2 separate regions of the Danio rerio genome follow, and region 1 is linked to region 2. A link is a contact called in public Micro-C data. All regions are on one chromosome and are shown on one strand. The core of a region is the stretch at or near the end of the contact, and the rest is flanking DNA. Distances in the headings are between cores, read along the strand shown. Region 1 overlaps nav2b (neuron navigator 2b). Region 2 has its middle 9.2 kb from the start of exoc3l1.

Region 1 (6,377 bases), core at 382-2,881, 160 kb before region 2:
TTGTATCTTGTTTTGTTTAGTTTTTAGATTTGTTTTTTGTGTCTTTTATTGCATTTTATTTTTTATTGCATGTTTTAGTTTAGTTTAGTTTTGTCTTTTGTTTAGTTTTTTCTTTCTTTTGTTTTGTTGTTTCTTGTTTTGTTTAGTTATTTGTATTTTGTTTTGTTTTATTGTGCCTTTTTGTTTTGTCTTCTGTTTTGTTTTATTGTGTCTTGTTTTAGTGTTGTGTTTTTTGTTTAGTTTTGTTTACCTTTGTTTTGTTGTGTCATGTTTTAATTTTAGTTTTGTCTTCTGCTTTGTTTTGTTTTGTGTATTTGTTTAGTTTAGTTTTGTTTTATTCTGTCTTTTGCTTTGCTTTGATTTGTCTTGTTTTATTTTTAGTTTTTTCTTCTGTTTTGTTGGATTGTGTCTTTTGTTTTGTATCTTGTTTAGTTTAGTTTTTTGTTTGTCTTTTGTTTTGTTTTTTATTGTTCCTTTTTTGTTTTGTCTTCTGTTTTGTTTTATTGTGACTTTAGTTTTATTGTTGTGTTTTAGTTTAGTTTAGTTTTATTCTGTCTTTGTTTTGTTGTGTCTTGTTTAATTTTTGTTTTGTCTTCTGTTTTGTTTTATTGTGACTTTATTTTTATTATGTGTTTTTTGTTTAGTTTAGTTTTGTTTTATTCCGTCTTTTGCTTTGTTTTGTTTTGTCTTGTTTTGTTTTTAGTTTTGTCTTCTGGTTTGTTTGATTGTGTCTTTATTGTTTTGCTGTGTTTTGCTTAGCATTGTCTATTATTTTTTGTCTATTAATTTGTGCACAATGAACAGAGTAAAATTTTTTTTTATAAAACACAAACTTTTTAAAATTAATTTTTTTGTTTCTGTTTGTACCGTGTTTTTGCTTTTGTTATTATTTTTCAGTTGAAATGTTTTCCTGTTTTGTTATTTGCTTTGTCTCATATTTAGTTTTAATTGATTTGTTTTGTTAGACTGAAAAAAAAGAAAAAAAGAACTTTTTGTTCTGTTTTAATTAATTTTAACAAGACAGGTATATTTTGTATTTTTTATGTATTCTTTACATTAGAATTGTTTTCCATTTTATATTTTCCTGAAGAAAAAAAAAATCTTAAACTTGACAGCTGCATGAAAAGTGTTTTTGGCTGCAGTGTCTCACAGTAATACATTAGAGACCAGCTACTGTACAATTCAACTTTAGAAGCTATGACCGCTCTTTCAGTTGAGCAAATATTTTGTTCAAATGTCTGTTATCAGCTGTTCATTTCACTGTCTGTCAGCAGGACATGAAAACGCAACATGTAGCCAGTGGTAAGAAGACATAAGTCAAGGGTCATGGGAAATATTTATGCTTGAATCCTGAGAGAGAGGGCCAATATATAAATATTTAGGGCACAAAGATAAAAAAAATTACCTCGCAGACATAAATTAAGCTGACTTTAGTGGAAAATCAGCATCCTTCTGACCTCTTGGAGGAGATATGAGGTTTCATCCAAATTTGGAAACGTGACTAAACAACAAAAGCAATGTAGATAATCTTTTTCCCTGGTCCTGTTCAAACATGAATGAGACAGACAACTTTTATTGGATTCTCATATTCCCTCTGTGCTGAATTCCAGGAGAGTGATTCTGTCACCGCAAGAAAATCTTTGTCAGACATTTGATCATAGTTGGAGAGCTTTTAAGCCCAATTACTGAGGCCATATATGGATGGGTTTTGAAACACAGTCAAAGTTTGGGCAAATTCTGTTTCTAAAACTGGATGCTTTGATGTGGATAAGTGCCTTTTTACAGACTTGTCTTAGTACCAATATAGGCTCATTCTGAAAACATAGCCCCGTATACATTTCTGGAGATCATGAATTATTTAGCCAGAAGTACATATGGCTGCATTTTGTCTTTAAAACAAACACTATGGGGCGGTATGAAGCCATTCTTTTTTAGACTGCTTTCACACTATGGACGGCTTTCCCACTGTTTTCAGTTTGTGCTGTAGCTTGCCATGTATGTTGGTGGATTTGAGATGCAGAGAGGAGTTGACCACGACAACAGCATTCGAGTCGGGCGAATAGCAGTTCCAGAAAGTTGGTAAAAAAATAAAATAAATAAATAAACAACAGTGTGAATGTAGTAAAATCAGAAAACTTGGTAAAAATAAAGGGGCTTTTTTTCTGGATTGCTTTTTAAAATTGTTGATTGGGTTTAGGGAAGAGGGTTGGTGCTGGTCAAACGGTGCTTTTGAAAACACTATTGGTTGGGTTTATTGAAGGAGGAGGGTGGGTTAGTCGATCTGTCGGTCAGTCAGTTGACAGTGGCCTCTGGTGGATTTTTTACCAGAAGAGCAGACACTAATTGCACTCACGAGAGAGATTTGAGATCTGAAAAAGCCTATACAGCGGCCTCTGGTGGATTAGCAATAACAAAAACTGCAAAAAATGTACCTCCTAGGACGTATTTGGCACTCTTCAGGAATGTACATGGGGTAAGTTTTCGGAATGAGCCTGGGTTGTTTAGTACTGTCATTGTCGGATAGTAGACAATAGGGAGCACAAAACAAGTTTATTTTAATTCACTGAAATTTGATTAAAGTGTAGATGTTTTTATGTAATGAATTGGTTTTGTTGTTGTTTTGTACACAATTCGTTTTTTATTAAAAGATTCTGAAATATGAAATGTGTAGATGCTTTGATTTTGTTTGGTTTTGTATGTTAGTTTTGTTTAGTTGTGCTTTTATATCTTGTCATTTTTACTGTGGTTTTGATGTTTGTTTTACATATTGGGTTGTGTTTTTTGTAGTATTTAGTATTTTCTTTCATTTTTTATTATTATTTTTTATTTTTGCTGTATATTATTATTTATAGTATATGTTATTCATTTTGCTTGGTTGTGTTTTTATGTTTTGTGTATTTTCTGTTTTTTGTTGTTTTTATGTTGTGTGCTTTTTTGTTAGTTTCATTTTTGTTGTATTGTATTATTTTTTATGTGTTTGTATAGTGTTTTGTATAGTGCTTTATGTTGTTTTGTTGTGTTATGTTTTGTTTTTGTGGCTTTTGTTTGTTTTGCTTAGTTATGATTATTTGTGTTTTTATGTTTTGTGTATTTTCTGTTGTTTGTTGTTTTTATTTTGTGGTGTTTTATTTGTGTTGCTTTTAGTTTGTTTGTTTCATTTTGTTGTTTTATGAGTTGTATTTCTGTGTTTTGTTTTTGTTGTTTTTTGTTTGTTTCACTTTATTATTCCTGTATTGAATTGTGTTGTTGTTTTTTTGTTTGTTTCAGTTTATTATTCTTGTATTGAATTGTGGTGTTGTTGTTGTTGTTTTTTTTTTTTTTTTGTTTTGTTTGTTTGCTTGAGTTATTTGGGTGTTTTTAAATTAAACTGAGGTGTTTTGTATTTTGCATTTGTTTTGCATTTTACTTTGGAAGTTTTTGTCCTGATTTGTTTTTCTCTGTGTGTGGTGCTGTTTTTGTTGTTTTTTGTGTTTTTGTAATGATTTTTGTTTTTTTTTTGTTACATTTTGTTGTTTTTGTATCGTGCTGTTTTGTTTTTGTTTTTTCCTTTTGTTGTTTTGTTCTATTTTTTTTTTTTTTACTTTTTATGTGTGTTACTGTTTTTTAAAACACAGATTCAAACTTATCATTTTGTTTTTGGCTTTACTATGGCAAAGCACTTTTATTTGCCTAATATCTGACTGCCTGCTTATCATCATATCTGTCAAGACTGATGTTGGGTGACTGACACTGGGTTACCAGGTCAGGGCAAATGAATGACCTGCTCGGGGCAGAGTGTTTAACTAGTTAAACTAATATTAACAAGCTTTTGTTGCTCAGTAACCAACGTAGCACAGAAGCCACCAATCCCTAATGTGAACACCTGTCATTGAGGTATACAATAGCAAATATAGTCCAGACATAACAAAAAAACACACTGACACTTTCAACAATCATAGATAGACACAATGGGAAGATATTTGCCACAGGCTAAAGGATACATACTAAAATAAAAGAGCTTTTAATAAACTATTAAATAAATTTTAAACTACTAGTCAAATGTTTGAGATCAAATATTTGTAAATTAGCCAGTTCTGCTCACCAAGGCTGCATTTTGTTGATCAAAAATACAATAAAAATTTCCTAGTGTTGGGTTGTGGCTCAGCTGCGTGAAACATATGCTGGATAAGTTGGCGGTTCATTCCGCTGTGGTGACCCCTGATTAATAATTCATTCATTCATTCATTCATTCATTCATTCATTTTCCTTCAGCTTAGTTTCTGATTTATCAGACGTCACTACAGCGGAATGAACCGACAACTATTCCAGCATTTGTTAAATAATCCTAACAAAGTAAATTTTTCACACTTTCCACAAAACTTAGAAGCAGAAAGAAAATGTTTCAACATTGATAATTGTGCCTAGGGATGCACCGATCAGGTTTTTTTGCCCTCAAGTCCGAGTCTGAGTTTTTGATTTTGAGTATCTGCTGATCCAGAAACCCGATCCGATACTTTAAAAAAGAATAAAGAAGAGTAAAGAAATCGATCCAGGATGTTCCTTATTTTTTATTTGATTTACCTTATTTTAATATTTAACAACTCTGTTAACAAACAGAGCACTTCTATGAGGTAGCTTGAATAATGAAGTAATGAATAACATCAATTCTTCACTTTTGGACTCGGGAGACCGCGAGAACAGAGAACGCGTCCTGTGAGAAATAGTGCTGCATTCTTCGTGATGGTCACATGACTTTCACACATTTTTAACAGAAAATTATTTAAACATTACAGCATTCATACAACGAGTTATTGTTTTTCCCCCTTTCAATATAAATAACATTCTCAAAAACATTACAAACATACTTTGCACAAAACAAATAACACAAATTTCAATACGAATTTAAGCAAATTAACACACTTAATGTGTTTATGCATTCATTAAGATTTTTGTTGTGAATGATTTCTTTCACCGTCTCATTTATGGAAACTTAATAAGTTATATCTCTGAGCTTTAATAATAAACAGGTATGAATTGCTGCGCTTCCCACCTGCTTTTTTTCAGAATGAGTCGCAATGACTTCTGGAACTTCTCGAGCGAGTTGCATTCAAGTCGGCATTGACGCATCCTCGATATCAAGAACACATCCGGGAACTTTCACACGTCCTCCGATTTTGAGTTTTAGAACTGAACTTTAGCGGTTAATGATGACGTTACACAAGGACACAAGATTACTGAAGAACGCACATTGAGAAACAGTCATGCTTTCTGCTTTAAGTTGCTACCGTGTTGTACTTTATCGCCATTTAACCAATAGAGTCTCTTGAACAAAGTGATGTTGTGCCGCATACGTTGCTGTGGGCTGGTGTCCCTAGCTGCTTGCACTCTCAGCAGTCGCACTTTTTTTCATTTATTTGACCATAGCCTCACTCTTTTTAGTCATTATTTTGCCGCAGCTCAGCTCTTTTTATTTATTTTTTTATTTTTTGCAGCCCCTTGAGCAAAATGCAGCCCGCAGGTTAATTATGATGTAACTATCATTCAACCCCAAACAGCGGCACCTTAGTGAGTATAAGAATTCGAATAATTAATATTAATGAATGTTATACTTGCTCAATGAAAATCAGAAGATTCACTACATTGATAAATCTGACATAACTTGATCAAAAATCTAAAAAGGGGAGAAAAAGATTTAGGCATCAATAGAAAGTAACACTGTGGTCAAAAGAGAGCAGATAACAGTGCAATACTTATTTTTTATTCCAAATACACCAGCATAACAACGCCATTTTGGTCTTTTTTTGGTCAGTATTTTCTTTTATTTCATTTTTTTTTTCATTTTTAGTGTTGAGACATACAGTATAATACTGTTTGGGTTTATTTTGTAGGTCTACATATTTTATTTTTATTTTTTGTGTGACCACCGTTACAAGGGACTGGATATCTATAAAGGATTTTTCACAGAATATGTATTTAGCTATTGCAGGAAAGGACATTGTGATGTTTTAAATAAGAGTGTTGGAGATTTAGCTACCCTTTAATGTTCTCATATTTATAGCAAACATTTAAAGTTCTAAAGCTGCTGTTTCCTTGAAAAAGACGTGGTAGTGTCATTAGAAACTCAATTGGAAATGTCGTGAACTGAGGTGGGCCGGTCTAACGCTTGAAACTCCAGGGCTGAAAAGGAGTCCCACTTCGGATATATATATATATATATATATATATATATATATATATATATATATATATATATATATATATATATATATATATATATATATATATATATATATATATATATATATAAGGGATGTAACGGTATTGTAAATACCGTCATACCGCAATATTAAATTTTTTCGATATTACCGAAGTCGCATGACTCGGTAAAACTATAGGTC
Region 2 (6,650 bases), core at 2,180-4,679:
GAAAAGGCTGTTGTATAAATTAATAAATAGACACACACATGACATCCCTATTTTTCCTTTCATATGAATTCAGTTCTATTGACACACACATTTCTTTCTTCTTCTAGATGCAAATAAATCTAAATTCTCAGCTCCTCTGTGAAAGTATCCGTCTGATATTTCCTTCTCGCTTTTGGAAAAGAAGTCATTAAGATTATCCAGACATGACAAAAGAATGATTTTGCAATGGCAAACAAGAGTGTCAAATCAAACAGAGATCTGCAAAAGAGGCTTTGTTGAGTTGCTGAGCTTCATACCAATTTGGAGATTTCCAAGCTCTCTTTTCTTAGTCTTTTTAATCACTGGACTTGTTTGAAGAGCACAAAAGCTCTAAATATGACAAGAACAAATCAAAGAAACATTATGTAAGATTCGGCAACTCTGAAACTCTTTACTAAAAAACTGTATTTACAACTATTTGGCCATAAAAATGAGACATTATGTGTTATTATATTAGTAATGCACTATTTTTCAATAATCTGAACCAATTTGGAAGATAATAAAACAGCATGAGAGCTGCAATTTGCAAACGTATTTGTACTATTTAAGTATTAAAAATGTTTGTTTGCTAATATGGACAACAAGTTATTTGTTACAAATTCAGGCCAGTAGCCAGGGGCAGTTCGGATGGTTCGGAAGACCAACCCCTCACTGACAAAGGTCCAAAATTTGTCCCGTACATGAGCTTATTTGTTCTAATTAAACTGCTGTGCCATCATAAATTGTGAAAAAACCTCTTAGAAGAATTCTTTAAGACCGAGAAGAATCTGATGTAAGTGACGTCATCTTTCACTGCTGACCTACTGCATTGTTGTTAAATAGCAAAAACATTTTACTCTTATTCAAAATCTTGGACCTTATTCTTGAAAGGAAAAAATGATCAATAAAAGGTGTGAAGCGCCAACAGCTCAATTTGAAGTATATAAAAGTTTATTTTCATTCCAATTAGGCTATTGTTGCTATTACATTTTAATGTAATTTTTATAAGAGAGGCTATTATTATTATTACGTTTAAATTTTTTATTATTCAAGTGGCCAAATTCTGTCTGAGTAAAGTTGAATGTGCTGGCTAGTTTGTTATTAGTATAATAGATAACAATAGGCTACTTAGCTTTAATAGGCTGTTTTTAATTTAAAACTTTAACAGATTCGTTTTTTTTTCCCTAATGATATATGATGTGATAAATTTGTATTTTAAAAATAATATGCATAAATACTTTTTTTTTCTTATTTTATTATTCCAGATCTTTAGGAAATGTTTTTAGTACATCAAAAAGTGTGGTTATGATGAACACCTGACAAGCTAATGCAGAAAAAATAGTGCTGTTACTAAAATGCTATTTAAACCTCATAGTTAAATAGAAAATGAGGCAAATAACTGCAAAAAGGTCAAATTTTTTAGATAAAAGAACTACTCCTGGCAACGGGCATGGAATTATTTTTACTATTATTAATTTATTACTTATTTATATGAATTACTAATTACATCATATCAGATTTTAACTAAATAAAATGTAACATTTTATCAAAATGCTAAATAAATAAAAAAAAATCATATATTAAATATATCAAGTACTATATTTTGTAACATGATGTATATATGAATAATATATGTATTATATTAAAATGTATATTTGTGTGTTATGTTTTGTTGTATTTGTACTATTTAAGTATTAAACATACAGTTAAGGTCAGAATTGCTAATCCCCCTTTGAATTTTCTTTTTTTATATATATATATTTCCTAAATGATGTTTAACAGAGCAAGAAAAAATTCACAGTATGTCTGATATTATTTTTTCTCCAAGAGAAAGTCTTATTTGTTTTTTTGTTTTTGTTTTTTAGCTAGAAAAACCCTAACCTGCCTATAGTTGACCTAATTAACCTAGTTAAGCCTTTAAATGTCACTTTAAGCTTTATAGAAGTCTTTTGAAAAATATCTAGTCAAATATTATTTACTATCATCATGACAGAGATAAAATAAATCAGTTATTAGAAATGAATTATTAAAATTATTATGTTTAGAAATGTGTTGAAAATCTTCGTTAAACAGAAATTGAGGAAAAACTAAACATGAACAAATAATTCATGTATACAATTATAATATAGAATTTATTTATTACTGTCATTTTAAAATTATTATTATTACTATTACTACTAGACTGATTTATAACTTTATATATAAACATTTTATAATACTAATTATATGATTTCATATTTTAACCAAATCAAACATTTACTGTGTGAGTGTCCAAATAAAGCCATCCTTTTTACTTCATGGAGCTACTATATCAGCACTGTGAAAATGAAGCATTTATTATTCAGATCCGTGTGATCATAATTACTGTGAAAATGCATTGCACATTCATGGGAAAACCCACTTAAATAGTCTTAGATGGCTTAGAGAATTATGAATTGCAAACAGTTTCGCTGCAGGATCCGCGCGGACATTGCCCTCTGCTGGAAGACAAACAAAACACAACATCGGACAAAGCATCCTAAAGTTTCTCATGAACACTAAATTAATACAAGAGGACGATTATTGCTTTAAAAAATAACTGGTAATGCAATTTTACAGCGGTATATTTCATTTTTATAGGAAAATATTTAGGAAAACATATTTAAATTATTTAAGTCTTTAATTTCCATGGTCATTGCTTTAGATTGTTTACATTTGTTCAAAGATCTTAAAATGTTTAATACAGTTTAAATTCAAACTTTAAAATGTGTAAACTTAAGCAAAATGTTTATTAAAATTTAAATGTAAAGTTTAAAATGTGTAAACTAAATAAATAAGTATTTTGTTAAGCAGGTCAGAAGTCGTCTAAGCTCTAATAAAATTGGTTTTACTCATAATAAGCATCTTTCTAAACATTAGTCAACTTCAAACTCGGTAGACAGGACCATTTTTTAAAACAATTCTACCTTTTATAATTTCAGACAGTCATTAGCACAAATAAATGTTAATTAATTTGCGTGAATGCGCTATCGGGGACATACACGGACACTTGTAAACAAATGATCTCCCTCACGCTGCCAAAACGAAGCCGTTCCCTTGAGAAAGACGCTAAACACCGTGTCTTTTCAACTCGACTGCACCGGAATAACGCTATGAATTTAAACGTTTTCAACGGTAAGTCGGTTTCTTGCTCTTAATCCAAACAACACAAACCCGGTCATTGTAACATGGAGCTGTTCCTTCCTTTAGAAAGACGCGGGACGATGGGAATTTGCGAAACGAGCATTATTTTGAAGGTGTCACCTTTTTGCAGCTCATAAAACAATATTTAGGTTGTGCTTGAGCGTTACCTCGCTGAATAGGCGCTATTCATGCGGGGTTAAGAGTGTAGCGTGGGTCCTGTGAGGAGGTAGCGTGGGTCCCTGTGTTTCTGGGAGGAGCTGTCAGGGCTTCGGTGGACCCGGAGAATAGCGGCCCGCCAGAGTCTCTTGCTTGGGTTCGAACTGCGGTGATTTAACTGCATAATCGGATTGAAAGTGAGCCGCGGAATTTATGTCAGTTCACATTTCATCAAACGGCGAGTGTGAATTGAAGTCGACAGAACAGAGGGTTAATCCAGAACTAAAGCCAAAATAATTAGGGGCCCCCGTCTAATCTCCTGCTCATTCTAACACCCTTGAATGACATTAAAATATGGCAACGCTTGCTGTTGGCAGTCAGATGTGTTGCCCAACTTTAAACGGGCCAATCAACGTCTTGCGTGGAGAAGCAGAAGTTTGTTCATGAGATCCAACATAGTTTCGGGTGTCAGCCACAGAAGTGAATGATTCGGACAAGTTTATGATTGCGTGATAAAGTGTTAAGGAATATTTAAAACAGTAAATGAATTTAAAGTGGAATTGGATTCAAGAATAATTACATGTTCTCTATGCAAATTACAAATAACATGTTTTAAGAAACAAAAAAGCGATATTTTAGAAAACAAGCTATGTTTAAGATTGGGGTTGTTAATGTAGCCTACAGCTTTTTTTACTTATTTCCAAAAGTCAATATCATGTCATTTAAATCTCTCAAAGGTTGGTTTTTATAAAGAGTAGGGGAGAGAGGGGACAATAGTACCATTTGTCATATTTTTTAAACGATTATGTTTTCGACAGAAATATATCTTTGCTGTGGTAATTGCAAACTCTCGGGTGGTATTTTGAACACGTTTTACAACTTCTAAATAATTTCAATTTATAGTTAAATAGCACATTATTTCTTTTGACCTGGTCAGCAGCATGGATGAAAGTAACACATGCGTGGGTCGAAAGTAACACAACGATTTTTGCTAGATTTACTGGCTTAATCCTTATTTTTTAAAAATATCTGCCTATGACCTTGTTAACATAAATGAAAACAAATTTTGTTCTTTATTTTCGCAAAAAATATTAAACTGCATTTTTATTTAAAAATTATTTATGAAATGTTTCTAAAGCAACAAAACAATGCAAAATGTTAAAAGTTTTTACAATTTGTAATTTTTTTATTATTGGACATATGCAGTAATTTTCATAAAAGTTTTGAATCAAAACACTGAAAACTCTATAAAAAAATTTTTTACGAAAACGTAAATTTGACATTTTAAAAATGAAGCGTGGCATCCAACCCCACCCCTAAACCCAACTGTCATTGCGGGATAAGCAAATTGTACTAAATTGTAAGAATCAGATTGAACAAATTTACAAATTAGTCACTAAATCAAAATGTTACGAGTTGGTGTGAGTCTGTGAGATTGTGTTGGATAGTTTTGTACCATGAGTGTATAGTTATAAATATATATTTTTGCTAAATTATCTCGTTAAAAGGAAATGTCCAAATTGATCTGCGAAGTACAGTATGTATATATATATATATATATATATATATATATATATATATATATATATATATATATATATATATATATATATATATATATATATATATATAATTATTATATATATATTTTTTTTAAAGCAGATACATATACAGAAGTTTACTTTCTTTTTTAGACCTTTGCCTACCAGTGTTTTCACCAAATAATAAATGCATTTTGAAAGAAAATGTCAAAAATTGATTTGCAACGTATTTTTATTTTAAATTTTTACTTGAAATACAGAAACTCCAAAATCTACTGTATAGATTAAGGGTGTGTTCACACTAGACTGGTTTGGTTTGATTAACTCTGGTGTAGTCCAACAACTAATATATGCACTCACCGGCCACTTTATTAGGTACACCTGTCCAACTGCTCGTTAATGCAAATTTCCAATCAGCCAATCACATGGCAGCAACTCAGTACATTTTAGGCATGTAGACATGGTCAAGACAATCTGCTGCAGTTCGAATCAAGCATCAGAATGGGGAATGGCATGATTTTTGGTGCCAGACAGGCTGGTCTGAGTATTTTAGAAACTATTGATCTACTGGGCTAAGAACAGGAAACAGAGGCTACAATTCGCACAGGCTCATCAAAATTCAGATGGTAGGGTCAGAATTTGACATGAAAAGCATGAAAGCATGGATCCATCCTGCCTTGTAGCAACGGTTTATGCTGCTGGTGGTGTAAGGGTGTGGGGGATATTTTTTTTGCACACTTTAGTGGGCCCATTAGTACCAATTGAGCATCGTGTCAAAACCACAGCCAACCTGAATATTGTTGCTGACCCTGTCCATCCCTTTATGACCACAGTGTATCTATCTTTTAATGGCTACTTCCAGCAGGATATGCACCATGTTATAAAGCGCAAATCATCTCAGACTGGTTTGTTGAACAAGCCAATGAGTTTAATGTACTCAAATGGCCTCCACAATCACCAGACCACAATCCAAAAGAGCATTTTTGGGATGTGGGGAAAAGGGAGATTTGCATCATGGATGTGCACCTGACAAATCTATAAACTGCAACTGCATGATGCTAACATGTCAATATGGACCAAAATCTCTAAGGAATATTTTCAGTACCTTATTTAATCTATGCCACAAAGGATAAATGCAGTTCTGAAGGCAACAGGGGGTTCAGTACGGTTCACTACCTAATAAAGTGTAAATACAACATAAAACATCCAAACAAACCTATTAAAGGGACAGAATTTTTAAATATCTTTAGATTCTGTTTTCGTTTTTGGTCATTTTATTTTACCTTAAGCACCAAGAAAATTGAACAAGTTTGCAAAAACCCAAGACCTTCTTTTATTTTTGAAATCGTAAGCCAAAGTGCATTGAATCTACTCATATGATGCCCAAAATTTGCTTCCCAAAAAACTAACCCCATCCTTAGTCAAAATCCAAACCATGGCCAACCACCCCATCCCTGACCACAGCACAAACTATGCAGGAATGTAAAGCATTTGCTCTAAAGCAGTGAATGTGCATCAACCATTGTGAATTATTCTTTAAAGACAGACCTTTTTGCACTTAAGCACTTACATTTTCATGCAACTGAAAGCATCTTAAACATTCATTTAATTAGATGAAATGCTGACACTGAAGTTAGACTGAATTCAGGATTTGAGGAGAACTAACTTTTAAAACCTAAACCCATGAAATGTCTTCATCTGACTGTCCATGTCTGGGAGAGTTGAGAAGAAGCAGGAAGTCAGCCCAGGTCAGGAATGTCAGACAGGAAGTCC

The links. A called contact is a pair of places that touch in the nucleus more often than the background predicts.
Region 1: a Micro-C map of caudal fin shows a contact between it and region 2, with 6 times the contacts expected there. The contact joins two enhancer-like sites. A contact is called at or near these places in 2 of 18 Hi-C or Micro-C datasets (caudal fin and an unstated tissue) and 1 of 4 datasets of contacts at active chromatin or transcription factors (caudal fin).

What each region holds. Positions count from the first base shown.
Region 1 is chr25:15,536,530-15,542,906 of GRCz12tu, reverse strand. The region is part of intron 12 of nav2b (neuron navigator 2b); the gene reads left to right. Among named protein-coding and RNA genes, the nearest start is that of nav2b, 72 kb to the left of the region's middle. Within about 2 kb of position 1,631, at least 2 of the 62 cell types and tissues checked have an H3K27ac peak or open chromatin away from gene starts, as enhancers often do. A contact at or near this core is called in caudal fin, where this site is marked.
Region 2 is chr25:15,380,835-15,387,484 of GRCz12tu, reverse strand. No RefSeq gene overlaps it. Among named protein-coding and RNA genes, the nearest start is that of exoc3l1, 9.2 kb to the right of the region's middle. Within about 2 kb of position 3,429, at least 36 of the 62 cell types and tissues checked have an H3K27ac peak or open chromatin away from gene starts, as enhancers often do. A contact at or near this core is called in caudal fin, where this site is marked.